Linked DNA regions of Gossypium hirsutum: region 1 is linked to region 2. The links are chromatin contacts, called in public Hi-C maps. All regions are on one chromosome and are shown on one strand. Each heading gives the region's core, a stretch centred on a gene start, on an enhancer-like site or on the middle of the called end of the contact. The rest is flanking DNA. Distances are from core to core; before and after follow the strand shown. Region 1 holds the start of LOC107938588 (mitogen-activated protein kinase kinase 10). Region 2 holds the start of LOC107939754 (ubiquitin carboxyl-terminal hydrolase 20).

The links. Hi-C and Micro-C count contacts between places; a contact is called where the count stands out from the background.
Region 1: a Hi-C map of leaf shows a contact between it and region 2, with 3 times the contacts expected there. The contact joins the promoter of LOC107938588 here to the promoter of LOC107939754 in region 2. A contact is called at or near these places in 5 of 34 Hi-C or Micro-C datasets (hypocotyl and leaf).

What each region holds. Positions count from the first base shown.
Region 1 is chrD03:54,654,570-54,659,445 of Gossypium_hirsutum_v2.1, forward strand. LOC107938588 (mitogen-activated protein kinase kinase 10) reads left to right here and starts at 1,876. Exons shown (of 1, transcript XM_041090642.1): 1 at 1,876-4,247. The coding sequence starts at 1,876. The coding sequence ends at 2,934. It overlaps LOC107938587 (heat shock factor protein HSF8-like), which reads left to right. Exons shown (of 2, transcript NM_001327418.1): 2 at 1-326. The coding sequence ends at 326. LOC107938586 (syntaxin-22) reads right to left here. Exons shown (of 7, transcript XM_016871800.2): 7 at 4,183-4,527. The coding sequence ends at 4,462.
Region 2 is chrD03:54,509,656-54,514,910 of Gossypium_hirsutum_v2.1, forward strand. It overlaps LOC107939754 (ubiquitin carboxyl-terminal hydrolase 20), which reads left to right and starts at 2,116. Exons shown (of 7, transcript XM_041090633.1): 1 at 2,116-2,764; 2 at 2,851-2,974; 3 at 3,897-4,069; 4 at 4,166-4,507; 5 at 4,625-4,747; 6 at 5,001-5,255. The coding sequence starts at 2,405. It overlaps LOC107939764 (DNA-directed RNA polymerase I subunit rpa49), which reads right to left and starts at 1,266. Exons shown (of 4, transcript XM_016873133.2): 1 at 697-1,266; 2 at 132-278. The coding sequence starts at 1,143.

The DNA of each region.
Region 1 (4,876 bases), core at 626-3,125, 140 kb after region 2:
AAATGGTCCAAGAAAGCATTGTTGATATGCCAGCAGAAAATTACGTGGAATCTGAAACTGGGAATGGTGGATTTATCGATCCCTCTACATTAGTTGTAAATGGCTCAATTCCCTTACAACTTGATGACCTTCCTGACATAGATGCCTTTTGGGAAGACCTTCTTGTGCCAAGTCCAGGGCCTGAGGATATTGAATCAACGCCAATGGATAGTAAAGGCGAGGGAAATGAAGGGCAGCCAATGGACAAAGGATGGGACGAATCTCAGTATATGGATAATCTTACAGAACAAATGGGTCTTCTTGGATCTGATAACAACAGGTCATAAGCCTTTGTACCAAAATGTACATTACCTTTCATTTATTTTAGGTAAACGCGAAAGTTATATTTGTTTACTTTTATAATCACATGATCCTCTTATTTTAGGCGTCAGAAAATGATTAATGCCTTCATTATCTCTTTTTATCTCTTTTTACTGTTAAAAATTGGTCCCTGTGTGTTAGAATGAGGTAGACGTGGTGTTATTTGATTATTTTGTCAGTCATGTCAGTTTTTGACAATAGAAATGGATGAAATTTTTAATAGAAAGGACCAATTTGCTCTCTAATTTAATGTATAGAGACTAATTTGTTCAATTTTTGAGTAAAGGAGTAAAATGCAATTTGGCTCTTAATTCAAGTGTCTCCATGATACTTTTACCTTTTATGTATATATAGCCTGGCATGGGTTTCTGTTTGTGGCTTGTTCCATGAGTGTTCCTATCAGTTTAACTGTTACAATGTTGGATTATTTTTGTAAATGATTAGAATATGATTGTATCAAGCATGAAATCTGTAGAAAATTAGACATTGCACAAGACCCTCATTTCCTCTTCTTTTTTTTTTTCTTTTTTCTTTTTTTAAAAATATTAAAAAATATATTTTTAGACACAAAAAATGTAGTTTAAAAGGGGCACATTATGCAATATTACACTGCATATACATTTGTTCTTATTCTTTGGGGCAGGCAATGAAAGGCTTTTAGATAGTAGGACTATTGCATGAAGTTGATACTTGATTGTCTTATATTCGTAACTTTTTGAAGTTTGATTTATTTAGCAAGCTTTTGTTATAGTTGTTAATGGGGAATAAGGACTGCTACATGGTTTGGCCTTCCATTTCGCGTTGTGATCCTATTAACTCTCTCACCTTACCTTACTACTAATATTTGCTTACATCCCTTGTGTGGTTAAAGTTTTTTCTTTTGGTTAATTACATTAGATGTCCCCGAACTATGCTTTCGATTTTAATTTATTTCTCAAATGCCAAACGTATATTGGTAGTGTATCAATCAAGTCTTTCTATTAGCCTATTGTATCATGGTGCATATTTAGAATATGTGGATCAAAGTTTAAACATGTTTATACCTGGACAACTTGTGTCTAGTATGTTAAAAAAATAGATATTGTATTAAAATTTAGGAGGGTTATTTTTTTTAATATGATAGATCTAAGCTATCCATGCGTACGTATATATATATGTCTTGAATTTGATCCTTGTATTTTAAATGTTTCGAATTAGCATGTAATGTCTAAGCTAACAGCTAGGTCAATGGAGGACCTACTTAAAATCTATATTATAGTTTAGGGACCTCTTGTCTAATTATTATTATTATTATCATTATTTGCTGAAATAAAAATCTCTTCCCCTTATTTTTCATTTGAGATCTTAATTTTAGAAGCACATGTTTACTGTTTAACGATTATCCATGAAAATTGGCATCTTGTTACTAGAGAGAATACATTTATATCTTACAAAAAAAACCCCAAAAAAAGATAAAAAGACACGTGTTAGTACCAGAACTAACAAAGGTTCACATAACATACAGTTCCATAGATCATGGAGTTATCACTGCCCAGCATAACATCTCTTGTATTTATACTTCTTAGATTGATTTTGATCTATCATTCATTATTGTTTCTTACAAGTGTGAAAATGGCACTAGTTAGGGAGAGAAGGCACCAACAGGGACTCCGATTATCTCTACCACCATTGCCGGCAGCCGATTTCCTGCAACAGTCTCATTACACGGCATTGCTATCTGCCATTGGTCCAACATCTCCAGACATCGAAAGCCTCTCTGACCTTGAAAGGCTCTCGGTTATCGGCCATGGCAATGGTGGCACTGTTTACAAAGTCCGGAACCGTAAAAGCTCATCTGTTTACGCGTTGAAAGTGCTTCGTTTTGATCAAAACACCGCCATAAGACATCAAGCGGCATGCGAAGCTGAAATCTTGAAAAGGGTTGATTCGCAATTTGTTGTGAAATGCTTCGCGGTGTTCGATACTATTGGAGGAGAGCTTTGTTTCGTAATGGAACATATGGAAAGAGGATCGTTATACGACGAACTTCGGGTGAGGGCAAATTTGCCTGAAGATGTAATTTCGGGGATAGCCCGAAGTGTCTTGCGAGGGTTACAATACCTACATGGAATGCAAATCGTGCATGGTGATATAAAACCATCGAACCTATTGATAAATGGGAAAGGAGAAGTGAAGATTGCAGATTTTGGAGTGAGTAAGATTGTCGTAGGCACACGGAATGCCTACGATACGTTCATGGGAACATGCGCTTACATGAGCCCTGAGAGGGTCGATCCTGAGAGGTGGAATGGGGGTAATGCTGATGGTTTCGTTGGCGATATTTGGTCGCTAGGCGTGGTGGTGTTGGAATGTTGTGTCGGTCGTTATCCGTTAATTGGTCTCGGAGAAAAACCCGACTGGGCAGCATTGATGTGCGCTATATGCTTCGGAGAAAGGCCGCAGATGCCGGAAACGGTTTCGCCATATTTTAGGAGCTTTGTGAGAAGGTGTCTGGAGAAAGATTGGAGAAACAGAGGGACAGTGGATGAGCTTCTTCATCACCCTTTTGTGAATGGCACTTTTGAATTGCGATAAAGGATTCGTCAATTTTGAGGGCCTTTTTCTTTGTAGTTTTAGGGTTTCTCCAATCGTTTGATCAGAGGCTTATTTTGGGGGTTTTCAAATTAACGAGTTTTTTCAATTTGCATCGAAAATTAAGAGCACTAATTTGCATTTGTGACTGCAAATCTAAACCCTGTATTTAACTTTTTTACTTGGAGAAATAAATTACACCTAAATAGGTTTTAGTTGAGCACTAACAAAGAAGAGATATACTGTAGAAAAGTTAAAATCAAAGTTTTTTATTTAAATTATTTGAGTATCAATCTGTTTGGTTCAATTAAATAATTGAAATACAATATTAAAAAAAATTATCAAAAATAATTTAAAAATCAATTAAGTTTTTAATTAAATAGTACAATCAATCATGATAATTGACTTTTTTTAAAATTTTGATGATGTGACAACTAATATAGCAGAATTTTTAATTTGGCTTAATTTGTGATTTGACTTCCCAAGTATATTTATTTTTTCACTTTGATACCTAAGCTTTTTTTTATCCCAATTTGATACTTAAAATATTCTTCTATCATGATGTTTAGTCTAAAAAGTTAATTGACGTTAAAAGAAATTTCCAACAAATTAGAGAATGCCACATGGTGGCTTATATATTTTCATAAAAAAATATTTTTTCACTTTAGTTTTCATCAGCTTTTGATGTTTATATATTTTGTTAGTTTAGTCTTAGTTTTAAAAAATTTAATAAATTTAATCTCGGCATTTACAAAAACATTATGAAAAACATTAACGATGTGATTAATTATCCTTAACTACTTACTTTTGAAATTGACAGGGACTAAATTGCTTAGATTTTTTTAGAGGAACTGATTTGCTCAATATCGAAATTGATAGGGACTGGAAAGACCTTTTTTCCTAAATTACATATTTATTTGAAATTGGTTAAATCTATCAATTCAATTATAAAAATTCATGACTGATAACTGACTTACATAAAAGATTATCTTTAACTATCGTAACTGACTGAACCGGCTTAACCAAAAACCATGGGTTAAACCGGTTTGAACCAACTTTTGCTCACCCTATGTCTCAAGGTGACCCAAAAGTAAACAAACATGATGTCAATTTCTACTTGATAAAATTGTTCTCTAGGTATCATTAAGTTAAGAAATATAAAAAAAGGTAGCACAATCACAATTTCATGGAAATAAGACACTATGCAAATGCATATATGTATGTATGCATATTGACATGAAAACCAAAGAATTAAAACTCTTACCACGGTAAATATCAGAAGAAGTGTAAAACAAAAGGGTAAAATACACAAAAAGTCTACAAACCCAAACACCAACTTTCAGAAAAGAGACACACCGCCATCCCAAAGAACAAACACATGATGATAATGGATGATAGAGCTACCCGCAATATAGTATACTAAGACTAGGAGTGAACTCCTGTTGGCCATCATTTCTCATAGAACAACATAATCAAATACATAGGCGAAGAGATCACCGTCTCGTTGCTGAGATGATCTTTAGTTTCCGATTAGACTACTAGTAGTATGACCACAATCAGAATCACGATTCCAAATATCACCATAAGCAAGCAGGTCTGCCCAAAAAAAGGAGTAACGAATTAAGTTCTTGGATGGATTTGATTATGGGAGCTTTCGATGATGAAACCAACGTAAAAGTACTATTGAGCCCCATGTACTAGAATTCAGATTGCATTTTTCTCCCTTTACTCAGAAAATAGATAAATTAGTCTTTATACATCGGATCAAAAAGCAAATTAATCCTTCGGCTAAAAATTCCATCCATTTTTACTGTTAAAAACTAGTCTTTGTACATTATCGTAAGATACACGTGGTACACCATGTCACTATTTGATTATTCTGTTAACAACATTAGTTTTTAACAGTGTAAATTGATGAAATTTTTAATAAAAATGATCGCTTTAC
Region 2 (5,255 bases), core at 866-3,365:
GTATTTCTATGTATAACTATGAATGTAACCAATTGCATTACCACTTAAGCCGATATATCAGAAAGCCAATCAATTATATATGTGAATCTATAATTACACTTCAAGAACCAAGAAATATGAAAAGGCCAAACCTTCTTTCTCTCTCTCTTTGTTCCGTAAAGTGCAGTAAGCTCTCCCAGCTTGTCCATTCTATTGGCAGTAAGTTCACTTTTTGTGGAATTCGAAGCTTCTTCATTAGCAGTCTCGGCAGTTCTAACTCTAGGTTCCAATCTAAATATCTACAATTAAACCATGCAAAGCCGATTACATTAACTAAAAACCATAATAAACATCTTGTTCGATAGCAACATGATTTCCCTTACCACAAACATCTCCATTATATAACTTAAAGGGCCAGTAGTTACACATACACATACACATACACATACACATACACATACACATACACATACACATACACATACACATACACATACACATACACACACATACACATACATTATATAACTTAAGGCCAGTAGTTACACAAATAAGAGCATACACATACACATACATTATATAACTTAAGGAACAGTAGTTACACAAATAAGAGAATACACATACACATAGACATACATCTCCATTATATAACTTACGGCTAGTAGTTATACAAATGAGAGAATACACATACATACGTATACATAGAAAAGATGTTACCTTATTAGTAGCAATAGGGATAATTTTGAGAGTCTCAGCCTCTTTATCAAGAACCCCAAGTGAGTACCTACAAACTTGTGCAGCAGCAGCCTCACCTGTAAAACTTGACCCAACAAAATCCACATTTGACCCACCAGGGCTAACCACAACTTGAAGCCTATTACCCTTTCTTTGAGCCATGTTTCTAAAAACCTTGACCTTCGGCACCTTGGGTGAGTTGTTCTGGTTATTGGGTTCTTCTTCATCTTGTCGTTGTTGAGTTTGAGGGTTGTAACCAGATGGGAAATAAGCAACTAAAGGTGGAATCTTGTTTGGTTGGTCTTGAAAAAGTTGGATTTTTACTTGCAAATTCTCATGTTTTGCCCCACCAGGATTTTGATTACCATCTCTGCTCCTCTTTTTGGATTTTTGTGTTCTTGATTTTGAAGCAGATGGCTGTTCATCCATGGTGATCGCCTAATAGGGAAAAAAACCCCTTCCTTTGAAAGAAGAGAGAAGAGTCCGGCTATTGAAGTGTGGAGAGCAAATAATGGAAAAGGAGAGAGTATCAATCAAAGATGAAAATTGGGTATTTTGATCTTAGGGCTTATTTAGGGGTTGGATAATAATTTTGGGTTTGGAACAAGGAAAATGTGGGCTTCAAGCCCAAACTTCATTTCACCTAACTCAGTTTTATGGGTCTTAAATTGTATTTAGACACCAACTATTCAAAAAATTAAAAAAAAAATTAAAATTTATTATTAATAATGTATAAGATCTCGATTTAATTCGATTAAGTTATGTTATTTTTAAAATTTTGATTGATATACCTACCATTCTTTGTTGAGTTTATCGGTTTAGGATATTTGGGCTTGGATTTGGGTTTATCGATATAAGCTAAAAAAAATTATTTGGGTGTTATTTTGGTTAAACTCGATTATGATATTTTTTAACTAGTACAATTGGTTTTGATTTTCAGTTCAATAATATTGTCTAAATTGATACACTCATTAAGCTTTTTTAAATTGGACCGATGATTGAATCAGTCAAAGTATTTTTTTTGTTAAATTGTTTAAATAAATAATTCAAAAAATTAATAAAATTAAAAAAATGTTAAAAATCGATTCAACTAGTTCAATCATTGATTCAACCAGTTTTTTACCTCGATTCAATTGGTCTATATTAATTCCCAACTCATTCGATCTAAAATATTTATCTGAATCAATACCCGAATTAACATCTGATCAAATTTAAATAATATTGACATCAACCGATTTCCGGTTGGACCAATTAAACCACCTATTTAATTTCAACAACATTGATAAAATATAAAAAAAGAAATCTTAAATTTTATAATAAATTTCTTTAACCGACAAAGCTAAAAAGGGAAACAAAAAAAATAACCCTAAAAAAATAGAGGGTTTGACCAAAACTCAAAAGTCAAAACAATCTATTCAGTTCTCTCTGTTTATCTACCGCCTACAGTAAGCAGTCTATTTTTTTATGCAGTCAATGGAGAAGAAAACCAAAGAAATGGCGGCTTAAAAGATTTCCCTCCCCCTTTCAAAATTGTTCTCCAAGAAAACCCCATTATTCTTCTTAATTATTCCAGCAAGATTGGGGATTCCAAAGTTCGTTTCTTTTGGAGATACATAATTCTTAATCTCCTCGAAACTCCTTTTTTTTTTTTCTGTCGAAACTCGTTGCAAGCTTTTATTACCGTCTTTCTATGGAAACCCAAACGTATACTGATAAACCAAATGATCTTTCTCCTTCTAAAATCGATCAGGTTCCGTCTCTAGTGCCCGGTTCTTTATCTGGGTCATCATCTTTTTCTCCAATGGTGGCTGTTAATGATTCCCTTGATCTTGCCACCATGTTAGAAAGCTTCCTCGTAGATGAAACGGCGGTGACTCCTGAAGGTCTGAACGTGCTTTCGTTAACGTATCAACAACCCCCTTCGTCTTCTTCTGATGAATACGAATTGTCTCAGATTCTAGCTTTACTCCCTTATGATTCTAAGCAACCCCATGATCCTTGGGTTCCTTCTAATGAAGGTTTTAGAATTGCAAATGAACCAACTGGAGTGGTATGTTTATATTATTCATGTGCGTATGTATATGTTGGTTGAATGGTGATTGAATAATTGAACATTTTGGATATTGGATTTTGTAGGGTGCAGGGCTGGAAAATTTGGGTAACACATGTTTTATCAATGCCGTGTTACAATGTTTTACTCATACTGTTCCTTTTGTTTTGGGTCTTCGGTCTTTGAATCATCATGAGAAGCCTTGTCATCGTAAGAACTCTTTCCTTTAACCTTTTGTATGTGTATGTGTATATTAGGAGTGAAGCCAAAAAATTACTTTAGGGGCCAGAAATGAATAATAACTTTTTGGGGGTCAAAGTATAATTTTACCATTATACTAACTTCTGATTTGACAAAACTTGAAGGGCCTCTGTAGCAAATTTACCATTTTTGGGGGGCCAAGGCCAGTGCCTGCCCCCTGTCTTCGCCTTTGGTGTATATGTATATACATGTATATGTATGTGTATGTGTATGTGTATGTGTACAAGTACGTACATCGCAATGCAACATAATTCTAATTATGTCATGGACATGAAGGATATGAGGGATAGATGATTCTTTTCGTAAATGTGTTGTTGTTGGTGGTATGATTTGCAGCCTAGTGAATTCTATATGTATTTGTATGTATATATGTACGTATATTGCAATGCAACATAATTCTAACCATGTCATGGACATGAAGGATATGAGGGATAGATGATTCTTTTCCTAAATGTGCTATTGTTGATGGTATGATTTGCAGCCATGTGAATCCTATATGTATATGTGTACGTGTATGTGTATCCTTTCGGGGTTTCTAACTATTTAGTTTTGTTGGATTTGTCAGGGAATATTAATAGCTTTTGTTTACTTTGTGCTGTTCATGATCACATTGAGCTTTCATTGAATTCATCTGGAGGAGTTGTTTCACCATCTAAAATTTTTGACAATTTGAGCTGTATCCTTTTCTTTTTATTGTTTTTATTTTATCATTTGCTTGTTAATTTCTGGTTAAATAGTTAATTATTGTTCCAGCATTGAATTTTGTAGTTAGGCTTAACTTTTGTAATTTGATGAAATTGCCATATTTGTTATCAAATTGCTATCGAAAAGAGTTCTTTATTAATTGTAATTCTTGACACATGAAATCCAGATATCTCACCTAGTTTCGAGAGATATCAACAAGAGGATGCTCACGAGTTCCTTCAGTGCTTGTTAAATAGGCTTGAAGAATGTTGCTTGGACTTAAAGCTAAAGGATGATTGTTCGTCTTCTCCGGATATTTGCTTAGTTAAGAAGGTTTTTGGTGGTCAACTTGTTAGAAAAGTAAGGAACAATGCCAAATTGATCTCGACTAGCCATTTCTAAGTAAGTGAGAAATGTAGTCTTTTATTGATTATACCTTTACTTTGATGGTTTTAGCTATGCTGTTGCAATTGTGGTCACATTTCTTACAGTTACGAGCCCTTGATTGATTTGAGTTTGGAGATCGAAGATGTTGACACCCTTCTGAGTGCTTTAGAGTCTTTCACCAAGGTGGAAAAGATAGATGATCTGGTTGCAAAGTTCAGGTGTGAGAATTGTGAAGACAAGGTGTCCGTTGAAAAACAACTTATGCTAGACCAGGCTCCTTCGGTTGCAGCATTCCACTTGAAGAGATTTAAGACTAAAGCAACCTACGTCAAGAAGATCGACAAGCACGTTGTTTTCCCATTAGAGTTGGATTTGCAGCCTTACACTAATGTCAATCAGACAAGTAATAATGTGAGTAGCACCATTTGCTTTGGGGTCGGCTTTATATGGTCTATTTTGATTAGTCATACCACTTTTTTAGTGTTCAAAACTGCTAAACTCGTATTGTTTGTGCTCGTTTTGTGATAGGAGGAACTGAAGTATCAGTTATATGCAGTTGTGAAGCACTCTGGATACAACCCTACTTCAGGACATTACGTTTGTTACATTCGGTCCTCTCCAGATACGTGGCATAATTTGAATGATTCAATTGTAAGAACTCAAACAAATTTGTTCCAACTAGTCCCGATATATGTTTCTTGATTAGAATTTTCGTGCTTATTAAGGTAAAGGAGGGTTCAATCACCCCAATGTTTTAAAACTTTGCTTGTGCTGCAAGCATCTTGAATGTAATATTAACTGAAATTATGAACTTTGAAGGATCTTATTTATGTGATTATGTAGCGATATTTTGATGAAACTTGAACGAATGGTGTATAATGGCGTCACGTTTTATCTTTTGCAGGTTACTAGTGTCGAGGAAGGAGAAGTGCTTTCTCAAGAAGCCTACATTTTGTTCTATGTTAGGGAGGGTATACCTTGGTTTTCAACTGCAATAGAAGTACATAAGCCTTGTACAGACCTTGGTACTTCTGATCCTTCACCAAAATCCGTTCTTGATAATACTGTATGCGTCTCCGATCTCCAACCAGTAAATAATACCGATGCCAATGGCTATGAATCTAAAGTTGTTGCTGATGAAACTTCAATTCAGTTCTCT